Linked DNA regions of Arachis hypogaea: region 1 is linked to region 2. A link is a contact called in public Hi-C data. All regions are on one chromosome and are shown on one strand. The core of a region is the stretch at or near the end of the contact, and the rest is flanking DNA. Distances in the headings are between cores, read along the strand shown.

Region 1 (6,103 bases), core at 1-2,500, 160 kb before region 2:
AAACTACAAGTCTAAAACCCAACTTCATGTTTCAGTTGCAGTTACAACAACAGCATACCTTCACCTCCGGCGACCAATGATCAATGGCACTCAGCGAACTAGGAATCACAAATCCCCAAAAGAGGATAATAACCTATGACAACAAAACCAATTCAAACCCCTGAATAGCTCAATTCTCAGTGCATCACAACCGGACAAAATAGAACCAAGGTTCATTCTTTTATCTTCCCCTTTGTGGTTGAACAACAATCAAATCTCTGTAACACTAGTTGCTCCGGAGAAACAAACCATACTCTAAATGAATCATATTAAAACGTAAGTAGCACCCTTTTGTACAAAATGCGCTTTACAATTAAAAAAAAAAAAGAACATGATTTTGCCAATTATGCTGAATTCAATTGATACTCAATTTAACCTTTTCGAACTGCAATCTGAGAGGCCACGTTGGCGATTGCAAGGCTTCTGAGAAGGAGGAGTCGAGGGGAGGGAGACGGCGACAACAACGTCTACCAAGTGGCTGGAAGGTGACGATTGCGATGGCACAAAGACAAGAGCGAGGAAAGCAAAAACGGACAAGCTTATAGTAGGAAGAGTCTCACTAAAACACAACCAAATCAAAAATTTGTGCTTTTTTAGAATAAGCTAGTGCCAAAGCTAAAGCCAATTCCCCACTCCTCCTAACTAAAAAGCTGCTTACACAACCACAAATAACTATTGCGTGAGTCATAGACTTTGGATCAGCCCCAAACCAATACCCACCCGCTTCCGGACCCCGTTTGCACATCTAAATTGAAAAAAAAATGTTATCTTTCAGATTCTGAGATGCAGGGAAATAAAGAGTCTCCAAATAGTACCTACCAACTGACCAAATATTCTGGTTTGAATCAGAAATGTGAAACATAATCTATCTCATTACATAACTGCTCTTCTCTCTTCTAGCTAGAAAATAAAAAATTTTGGTTCAAATTTTCAATACACCAAGCAAATTCATCATTTTCTTTAAGCCTTGCAAAGACTCTTCTAAATGTGAGAGTTCTTGTTCTTAGAACAATCAAAACAGTCTTTTTGAGATAATCGGTATTTGATATCCAACAATTGAACCTATAACTTGGTTAGCTGATAGAAGTAATATAAGCATGTTTAAAGGCTTGTTTTTTTGAAATAATAATAAGAGACTTCAAAGAGAGAGAGGAAGGGGGGAGAGGGAGAGAGAAAGAAGGGGGGGGGGGGGGAAGGGTGTTTCTTACAATGAGCAATTGCTAACGTTAAATTATTAATATGTATAAGCAAATCCAACTTCAACAGCTTTGCCTCACTTCGTTTTCTTTGGGGTACATTATGACAATGAAGCTTGAATCTAAACTACTCCTAGTGGCTCACCTGTTAGGTTTGCTTCACTTTCATTATACAAGAAAAAACACTATATATTATATAACCTTCTGTTAAAATAAAATAAAATAAAATAAAATGGTACTAAAAAGTCTCTTAATTATTCAACCTTTTTCCCTTAACTTAGCTATGGGTACATATATAACACATGGTTCCTTTGCACCCTTTGCTCTGTGGTTTTGAACTTCAATTAATTTAACCTTCATGCTATCTAGTTTAGTCTTCAATTTGCTAAGTCTTTCAAATTCCAACTCTGCTGCCTTAGAGTCTCCTCCAAACACAAATTCCATCTTTCTTTTCTTTTCTTGTAACAGCTTCTTCAAGCCAACATCATCACTCTCTTCTTCCAAGTCCTGAAAAGATAATGTGAAAATTTTCGAATTATGGTCCTTCTTCAAGCCAACATCATCAAGGCATCTATGCTTGTAAGAGGTAATCCAATCCAATCCAATTCAATTAAAACCATTAAACCGATTAGAAGTGCAAAAATTTGGATTGAATTTGATCTTACTTTTAACATACTACATGGATTGGATAGAATTTCAGATTTGATTTTCAACAAAATCTTTACTTTCATCTTATTATACACTCAGTTTTTTGCTTTGCCAGAGTTTGTTTGTGCAGAAAGTTACTTCCAAAGCACCAAAATGCATAATGTGAGATTTGTGAGAATAGGTAAGTACCTTGTTGCCATTTTCTGCTGTCTTAGCAGGAGATATTTCCGGTTGCCTTTTTTTCCAAATACTGCCAGATGACTTCACTTTCTGTCTATCGGTAACACCGTTACCATTATTCGGTGAATGAACCATTGCATTTAGAGGCCATTGATTTCTGCAAAATCTCATCTTCGTCCACATTTTGTAAACTGGAACCCTTCGAGGTCTTACACAACAAACTCAAAGGCAGCTCTCCTCCTTCGACTTGATGCAGAACAAAACTGACTCATGTCAGAGTTATTACAAATTCAAACTAGTATCCTATAGCATAACATGATACTAAATCCTTAAGTCTTCATAAGCTTAATGTTCCGAGAACAATTCAAGGTTTGACAACATCCTAGTTTACACTTCACTGCAAATTTATCAGTGCCTCTAGAAAAAGTCATCAATCACAATTTGTCCTACTTCTTACTCTCAGACAACTATTCAAATCAAGTGTCATTGTTGCATCCTGGTGAAAATATTTGCAGCATATTAAGATAAACTGTTCCTGGTGAAAATATTTGCTGCATATTAACATAAATGTAATAATGGATTAATTAACCAATAGTATTAGATTGATTTTAAATTATATGGGTCATTTCCTTTGGTGTCTAAATTATATGTACCATTTATTAATATTATAAGCATGCTTCATCAAGCCATTACACCCTATACCGATATTTGTCCAATTTTCCCACTATCAAATTCAACACTTTTACCATATTGTCGCTGAATGAATTTGTTCAACGTATGAATCACATTTAACTAATCCTTTGTTGGATTCTCATGCCCCTATTCCAATCATTATTTTTGGTTTAGAAAAAAAAAAATCACGTGAAGAGGACTCAGCCTAGGAAGAGACCAAGAAATATGTTCACCTTCCACAAATTCCATTGTCACTTTAAACGCAAGGGAAACAAGAAATATGTCCACCTTTCGCAGATTCAGTTAACATTTTAAATGCAAGGAAACCCTGTACTGTATCAAATAAAACTTATTTAACCATCTAAGCGCTGAAATACATTGAAGGCAACAGCATTGTTAAGCCTTGATTATTCAGATTTTCAAACAAAATGATTATGCAAGCCGATCATCTCCAACTCAACAACCAGGAACCTGCAAATGCAGAAATCAATTAAGTCATATATCAACAACCACATCAAAAAAATAAAAAGATAAAAAATAAACACGTCATGAAACTATTGAGATTCAAAACATAATCATCTGCGCAAACAGAACGTTTTGAACTTTGGACACAGCGAGGGCTCTGCTACACTATGAAGTTCTGATACACAGTCAGTTCTTATCATTTATCCCACACTATAGTAAGTATTTAAAAAATAACGCATTTCAGCCCCCCACCGATTTCATTGTCATGTCATGTTAAGTATAACATTCCATAAATATTTCTAACTAGCTTGTCTATACCCAATAAAAACTTCTAAATCTGAAAATTTTGGAGCAAACAGAAGGATCAAAGAGAACCGGTGATTTGTGAGTTGGACAACTAAAAGTGCTGCACCCTTTATTGGAAAGAAACGGCAAACAATGTTATTAAACAGCATCATAGTTAATATGTAAATTCCGAACCCTAAACAACATGCCCATAATTTCAAACACAGAGGAGGAAGAGTCATACAGCAGCTAAAACTAAAAACGTGTGCTAGGAAAATATCACAAATTGTGTATTTTGGTACAATTATAGCTCAACCAATCATCTGCACGAATAAAATAATATCAATTGTTTAGTACAACTATTTATAAGTCCACAAACACATGAAACATCAGTAATAAATTCTAATAGAAAGACATGGCCTCCAAAAGTCAAAATGCACCATCATATCAAAACTAAGTATAACTCTATTCTCATACACAATTGCAGCAACGGATCATCATCAATCACCATTCAATTTAAAACAACACCCTCATCTGCAGTTCCCAAAGGGTCAAAAGAATTTTGTATATAGCAAACAGCTAAACAAAGCTAACAACTGCTCACAAAAAATCATTTCAAGATGGAATGACAAAAAATACAGAAACTTTTGCAAGATGCTCCATTTCCCACTAATCCAAGGTGAGAACTTTCACTTATTAAGTTATTATCACAACAAAACCTCCAAAAAAAAAAAACAGCCAACAATTCCTTCCACAAATTTTATCATTTCAAGCACTACCCAAACAGGCATGGATCATAATGCAATCCTGATTACTACACCTCAAACTCTCAAAGACATATAACATATCACCAAACTGAAAACACACCGAACAAGCAATCCAAACAAAGAAAAAGTAGTAGTACTCAAATTTGATAACATATCAATGTAAATTTCACCACATCAAAATCCAATCCACCACTGCATCTTTGACTCTTGAGATGCTTGCTGATAGAAAAGGTCAGAAACTTCCACTAATCTATCCAAGTCCGGCATTGACTAGCACAGTAAGAATCCTCTTCAATCACACTTTACCAAAATCAAACCCTAAGGCTTGTAGTTAATTCTACAAATACATCTCACCCACGGAAATTATCCCCATTTCTACCCACATATAAAGCACCTAACACAATCAACCCTAAAATTACCAACAACCAACCGAATTCTAGATCTATCTTCACCACAAACCCTAAAACCAAGAAAAAAGATTAAAAAGTACCGATTGGAGATCAATGGTGGGCGGCGGTGGAACTGTGTGCCTTAGCGAGGCGCTCGTGCTCGAGGTGCTCGTAGTGGCGGCGCTCCTCGGGAAGATTAACGAGGTAGGACAAAACCATGCCGCCGAAGCAAACATGGTAGAGTGGATCAGGAGAACTGGTTTCGATGTACTTGGTGTAGTAGTTATCCAAGCCACGGTTAAAGGAGTTCTTGATGTAATCGAGAGATAACTTGGGCTTGATGTAGTTGGGAAGCTCCTTCACCTTCAAACCCCTGATCTCGTTGACGAACTTCCTCAGCGCCATTTGGGATCCTCAAAAACCCTAGAAAATTGGGGGAGATTGAGAATAAAATGCTGATTCTTGATAATACTATTCTTTTGTGCTATCATTCTGTACTATTCTTGATAACATAATTCATAATAATACAAACAGAAAGTATGGGACAACAATTTAACTGAACAATTGCAGAGAGCATGAACCTCATTTTCAACAACAAATTCAACTATAATAATTTTTAGCGACAAAAGATTTATCTCAAGAGATGATTCACAGATTTACAACAAAAAAAAATTTAGATAAGTGATTATTTCAGCAAGACAACAATAGATTCAATCTCCAGTGATAGATAATAAATAACAAATTCAACATGATTTACAGATTTACAATAACAAAAATATGCACCAAATTCAAGGTTCAATAAACTCAGTAATATTTTCGGCAACAAACAAACTTAAAAGCTAAGTGATTATTTTGGCAAGTCAACATCAAATTCAAGGTTCATGATAATCAGTAACAAACTTCAGCAACACATTCAACTTTCAACAACAAATTACTTTCAGCAACAAAATAAAAGTGCAGTGATGCAGCAACAAAATTGAAACAGAAAGAACAGGGGAGCTCACCAAATCGGGTTGCGCGAAGAAAGATGACGGCGAAGGAGAAGCTGATGGCGAGGGAGAATCTGACGTCAAGGCTCGAAGCAAGAAGACGACACTGAAGACCAGCCCACCGGGATCTGTTGCCTCTGCTACCGGCGACGAAGAGCGCAGCTGCGCAGGGAAGGGAGAGATCGAGACCAGGTGCGAGACAGAAACCGTGAGAAGCAAGAAGACGACGACCACCACCACCCGAGGGACCAGATGCAGTTCCGTCTGCTTCTGCCACCGGCGAAGCTAGCGCAGGGAAGGGAGAGCTTGAGCTGACGAGAGCTTGACAGACCGGAGACGAGAGGTGAGAGACCGGAGATGAGACGAGCTGACGAGAGCTTGAGCTCGTGGGAGAAACTGAGAGAGAGTTTGAGAGAGGAGATAGCGTTGGGCTGCCGGTGATCTTCCGCAATTAGGCTCCGTTTGGTTCATAT
Region 2 (6,179 bases), core at 1,994-4,493:
CCCTTATCTTAATTTTGATTTTAGAAAACATTTGTTTTGGGGTTGAGTTTGGGGGGAGACTGAAAACAGAGGGAATGACTTCGAGTGGAATGACCAAAGCTATGTAAACAATGTTTGAAAGTAGTTTTACAGTAAGTAGTAGCATGGTCAAGGAATGAAATGACTACAAGAACAACAACAAAGCCATATCCCACTAGGTAGGGGAAGGAATGAAATGACTAGAGTTAAGTAAAACATGTTGACACAACCAAACAAGAGTCGGGCATGATTTAGTCCAAACATTGAGCCATGCCCTTCCACCCTTCATTAAAACACACTAAATTTATTCAAAAATACATGTGATTCTATGAAAATTAGAAATCTTATTGAATCTTTTAGTCCATTAATTTAGAATTCAAATTTTAATAGTTTACAAATATTAATCATCAATATATCATGCAACATTCTGACCTATAAAAACATATCATTGCCAACAAAAATTTTCATTTCACATTGATATATCAGTTGCTAATATGTTCCCTAGACACAACAAACTAAAATAACAAATAAAAATCAGTCAAGTATTTTCCCAGTAGCAGAGATTGGCCATCAGGCTTAAAAAAAACTTCTGTAAATATGCTGCATCAAAATATATACTGCCCGTTTTTGGGAACCTTGTTTGGGTATAAACACATGTCAAACAGAGGAGACACCTGCATGCAAATGTAGCTATTTAAACCTTTTAGTTTCTTCTAGTACTGCATGCACTCACGCTACCAGTACATACCACCTCATGCAAAGGGAACACTAGCACTCAGCATTATATCATCAAATTGTCATACAGTTGAGTATAAAATACCAACCCAATAATGCCCCTGTTCTCATGTCTATTGTTTAAATTAAAAGAAGAACAAAAAAACAAAATAAAAAAATATATATCATGAAAAGTTAAACATGTGCAATGTACAGTAAAACCATGTCCATTGACACACATGCTAATATTGGTGGCACATCTTTCAGCAGTTCTTAACCACAAAATTACTATGGGATGTTTAGATGAATTTCTTACTCCTGATGCAAATCTGCTAGAAATGGTCTTCCCGAGAACTTATCAAACCGCATTCGTATGGTTGATTGACGATCACAACACAACAACAAGCCAACTGATAATCTGATAATTCGATATTAGTAGTAGACAGGGAGGCTATTTACACACTTTCAAGCTTTTGATAGTACATGATATTGCACACAAACAATTAGCAAAAACACGCATTTCAGCAGACTGATATCAGTATGCATCATGGTTCCAAGATAAAGAACTGCTCACCACAGCAACTTGTTTGGCTAAGGTACTGGTTCATCCTTCCTCATCTTCATGAGCCACAGTATCTGAGATTGTCAGAACTTTCACTTTCACCATTCCCTCCATCCCTTCTGGTTTATTTAACTCCACATCAGTATCTCCACCATCTGCTTGATTGTTCTCTGAAGGCAGAAAGACAAACAAAAATTGTGTGACTTCATCAATCATAATATTTCCACACTTATAGATTAAGATTCATTTGTAGCATCATATCTATAATATGTATTGAATACAGTGAGCCTAATATTCAGATCAATTACTTTTGGCCGAGACTTGCATATAGAAAAATATCTCTGCCAAATGCTGGAGGTTCATTAACCAGTCAGCAACTTCCCTTAGGGTACAAGGCCAATTCATCCCCATTACAAGAACCAACAGCAGGCACTATCATGTTTTTATTGTTTTACTAGGTAGTATTAGTTACAGGAATCAACTAACATAAAACATGAGCAGAAGATTTACAAAGTGGTCAAACAGGCCAACATCCCTTAGGAATACACAATTTTATGAAGGGTGCATGCTTAATTGGCCAAGAATGAATTTTGGCAATTAACATTGTAATCTTTACAAGAAAATGCAGGAACATGGCCATCATGGTCATTCATACTGGAAAAAGTGTCATAGTAATGTTGAATAAAAAGACCCAACCGCATATCATCCCAAAACAACTCCAGCTTCATATGAGGTTTGTTGAAATTCATTGTGATGTTCATACCGGTTAGTGCAACAATTTACAAATTATGAGGATAACAAGTGTACCCTTTTTTCCCCTTCCTGAAGGAATAAAAATACCAAGTGTAATCTTTACCAAGAGATGTCAATGCATGTTTTTAAGAAATAAAAATGGAGGAGAGTCGGGTTAGATTTCATCATACCATAGCAAAAACGAATGTTATTTTCCGTTAAATTAATCAAACTAAACCAAACCCATATCCTAGAATCATATTCATCCCTACATAAACTTCTCCAGCTTTCGGGGAAAAGGGTTCCAGTGCATTCATAATTACCATGATCTCAACCAAGGAATCAACCTAAGATGAGGGCTACAAACCAGCCCACATTTCTAGAAACGCTACGAATTTAATGCGGAAACCACAAAGAAGTTCTCATTTTTTCGTATCATCCATCAGAAAATACCAAAACAAAATGAACCCGAAAGATGTACCTAACAACGATGAAATTGAAAACACGAAAGTTTTTTTAAAATTTCTCAATAAACGAAGAATTCAAATAAAAAAAGAAAAATTGAAAAGGGCGAATGGGGGAAAAGGGTTTGTTACCATCGGTGAAGAAGGTGGAGGAGGGCCAAGCGTGGTGGGTGGCGAGGGAGAGAGACTCCTCTGCGGAGAGTTCCTCGGTGGTTAACTTATGCACCAAATCGACGACATTTGAGGGAGCTGGACGCGGTGGGACCCAGAAAGAGGAGCCGGGAACGAAAGGGAGCCAATCGGGTGTGGCCTTCCTGACGAGGATTCGGTGGATTAGGTCGTCGAACATCCTCATGGTAACGTCGTAGTCAGCAGCGGCATTGGAGGAGGAGGAGGTGGAGGGAAGGTCGAGCTCCATGAGGGTGCCGTTGTTGTTGGCTGAGTGGGAGGATCGGTGGCGGAGGGAGAGAGTGAAGAGGGGTTTGGGAGGGTGCGGGTGGTGGCGGTGGAGGAAGGTTATGGTCTTGGAGATAAAGAAGCGAGCCATGGGAATGGAATGGAATGGAGAGAGAGAGAGAGAGTGAGAGAGGTTACTTATAATTTATAAATACGACATGGCGTGGGGAAGAAGAGAAGAGAATAGAAAAGAAAGGCGGTGGAGGGTGTGGAGAGGATACAGGGGGCGGCACGTGGATCGCTCTACTGTAGGTCAGGACGCTCTTTTTTTTTAAAAAAAATATAACCTCAAATTCTAGTTGTTAGATAATTAAGGACTGTATTTAATATTTATCACAAATTTTAAATTTTAAATTTTAAAATTAATATTAATTAATTAAAAAATTAATTTTTATATTTATACATATAAAGAATTTTTGAATTAATAAAAAATACTATAAATATTATATTTTTATAAATTTTAATATTTTGATACATAAAAAAATAACTGAACATAGTTTTTGTAGAAATAAGTATTTAAATATTTTATTTAAAAAATACAGTAATTTATAATGCATTTACTAATTTTTATTTTACTTACGCATTTTGTTTATCTTATAAATAAATTAATATTACTTATATCTCGTTTATATAAACATGATATAAGTAATATTAATTTGTTTACATTATAAATAAAATATATAAATAAAATAAAAATAGATAAATATATTATAAATTATCTATATCTATAAATAAAATATTTAAATTATTTATTTAAAAAACTTTTATTTTAATAATAAAAAAATTCATATATAATTATTAAATAATTTTAATATATTTAGATAAATTATTATTTAAAATTTTTAATTATCATTTTAACAAAATATATGAGTTTTTATCAATAATTATTCTTCTTCTAATATATAAATAAAACAGAAAAAAAACAAGAGATTTTTTTACTTTTAGATAGATTTAGAAGATAAAAATAATCTAATTTATTGTAATTTAAAGTATACTTTTTTCTTTTATTTTTTAATTCGATCCAATTTGATGCACGATTACATCTTTGTTAAATTAATTTAAATTTAATTTTTAATGTAATCAAAATTACAGTTTGGATCAGATGGTTTAAATTATATTATATGAAATTCAAATTTTAAAATTTTATAATTTAAATTAAAATTTAATTTTGTGCATAATATAAAGAGAAATTTTTAGAGGTAAATAATTTTTAATATTTTTTGTTATTATTAGACTAGCATAAACACTAAATTATCTTTAACAAATAAATTTTATTAATTTATGTATAAAAATTCTAAAAAAATATGGATATAAATTATATTGATTTATCTATACAAGATTCTAATAAATATAAGTGTAAACTATATGTATATTTTGTGTGTAAATTTTTATAAATATAGATGTAAATTATTGCAAGTTAAATATTATTAGCTAAAAATAATAATATTTGTTAGTCATATAGCGATTCATTTTTTTACATATAAAAATAATTATGGTATAACTCAATGAAATAGAAGTATATAAAATATTTATACTACTATGATGTCACTGAAAATCACAGGTTGCGTTTTGCGTTTTTACTTTTTTGTCTTTTTTTTGTTTCTATAACACACAAAACGTAGGTTACGTTTTTCATTTTTAACCTATTTTTTTTTTGTTTTTTTTTAATGTAAACAAAACACATCTTAAATTTTTTTTCGAAAAATCAAAATGCAGGTTGCGTTTTAAATGTGTGAAAAAAAATTTATTGAAAGCTAAAAAACGCAAATTGAGTTTTGTATAGAAAAAAATATTTTAATCGAAAGTCTTGTCGATATATACCAAAGTCAATTTATCCATGATTCATACCTCACTTCCACTCTCATTCTTCTTTCTTTCATATCTTTCATACTTGTGAGTTTTTTTTATAATCATTAGTATTCAAAAAGTTGGGTTAGGTGAAGTTGAGGTTATGGAAGATATTAAAAATTTGCGAGTGTATTATTACGGTAAGATTATACCAAACACAAACGAAAGAGTGACTTTTCATTGTGAATGTCCATTTTTCTTTGTTATTCCATGCACCATGAGTTTTCTAGAATTGCAAACTGGTATTTGTGAGAACATACAAAGTCATATTTAAAAGAGGGTGCGCAACATTTTATACAAAAATCCTGTACAATTATTTGGTGGACTTAGGGATAGCAAAGCGGATCGGCCCGCTCCAACCCGCCCCGCCCCGCCTAGACCCGTACCATAAACAGGACGGGCTGGCCCGCCCCGCCAACTAAAGTGAGTTCAAAATGCTAACTCGCCCCGCTTTATGGCGGATTGGCGGGTTGACGGGGTAGTCCGCTTGACTCTTTTTTTTTTCTTTTTTTGAAAAATAAAATTTATTAAAATTAATAAAAATTAATAATTAAAAAATTAAATACAAATAAAAAATAGTCAAATTATAAGATAAATTTTTTACTATCTTCTTTTTAATTTTTAATTTCAACAAAATTATTTAAAATAATATTTATCAATAGAACTATCTTTGTTTTAAAAAATAAGTCACATAATTTAAGCATATATACAAAATTGTAAAATAAAATAAATAAAGTAAATAATTAAAAGAAGAATAAAAATAAAAAATAAAAAATATTTTTAAAAATTATATAATTATTAATTTGTAGTAGTAATCACTCTTTTATTTAATAAAAAAAATAAAAATACTTGGCCCAGCGGGCCGTCCCGCCCTGCCCCGCCAAAACTCGCAAATTTGGCATTTTTTTTTAATTTGGTGGGTTCCAAAATCTATCTTGACCCGCCTTTTTAAACATATTTGGCGGGCGTGGCCCGACGGGTTTGACCCGTTTTGCCACCCCTAGGTGGGCTGATACAATTTTAAATAATGTCCATCTCTGACGATGCATATATGCAATAGATGTTCTATATTTATTAACGAACCCGATTTCACGTGCCGATCGATGATAGAGTTGTACGTTGGGTTTAAATAGCATACAGGGTTGGACATGGTTAACAAGGATGTGAATGTTAATAAACTCGGGGATATAGATTGGGAAGAAGATAACAACAACAATGAAGAAGAGTTTGAAGCCAATTACGAAGTCGATGACAAAAATAATGATGGAGACAATGTAGCCATGCAGGTAATCCGGCAGTGCAAAATGAAGCAGATACACTTGTAAACTAGCACCCCTTCGGTGTTCCATCTTTTATGCAAACTCTGGATCTCACAGCCATGTATG

What was found. Hi-C and Micro-C count contacts between places; a contact is called where the count stands out from the background.
Region 1: a contact with region 2 is called in a Hi-C map of leaf, with 4 times the contacts expected there. The contact joins the promoter of LOC112796623 here to the promoter of LOC112796618 in region 2. A contact is called at or near these places in 2 of 8 Hi-C or Micro-C datasets (both in leaf).

What each region holds. Positions count from the first base shown.
Region 1 is chr4:31,926,564-31,932,666 of arahy.Tifrunner.gnm2.J5K5, reverse strand. LOC112796623 (tRNase Z TRZ1) reads right to left here and starts at 1,250. Exons shown (of 10, transcript XM_025839174.3): 1 at 416-1,250. It overlaps LOC112796622, which reads right to left. Exons shown (of 4, transcript XM_025839169.2): 2 at 5,646-6,103; 3 at 4,743-5,064; 4 at 2,960-3,206. The coding sequence starts at 5,046. The coding sequence ends at 4,753.
Region 2 is chr4:31,768,121-31,774,299 of arahy.Tifrunner.gnm2.J5K5, reverse strand. LOC112796618 reads right to left here and starts at 3,243. Exons shown (of 4, transcript XR_003199304.3): 1 at 2,623-3,243; 2 at 1,307-1,464; 3 at 1,049-1,150.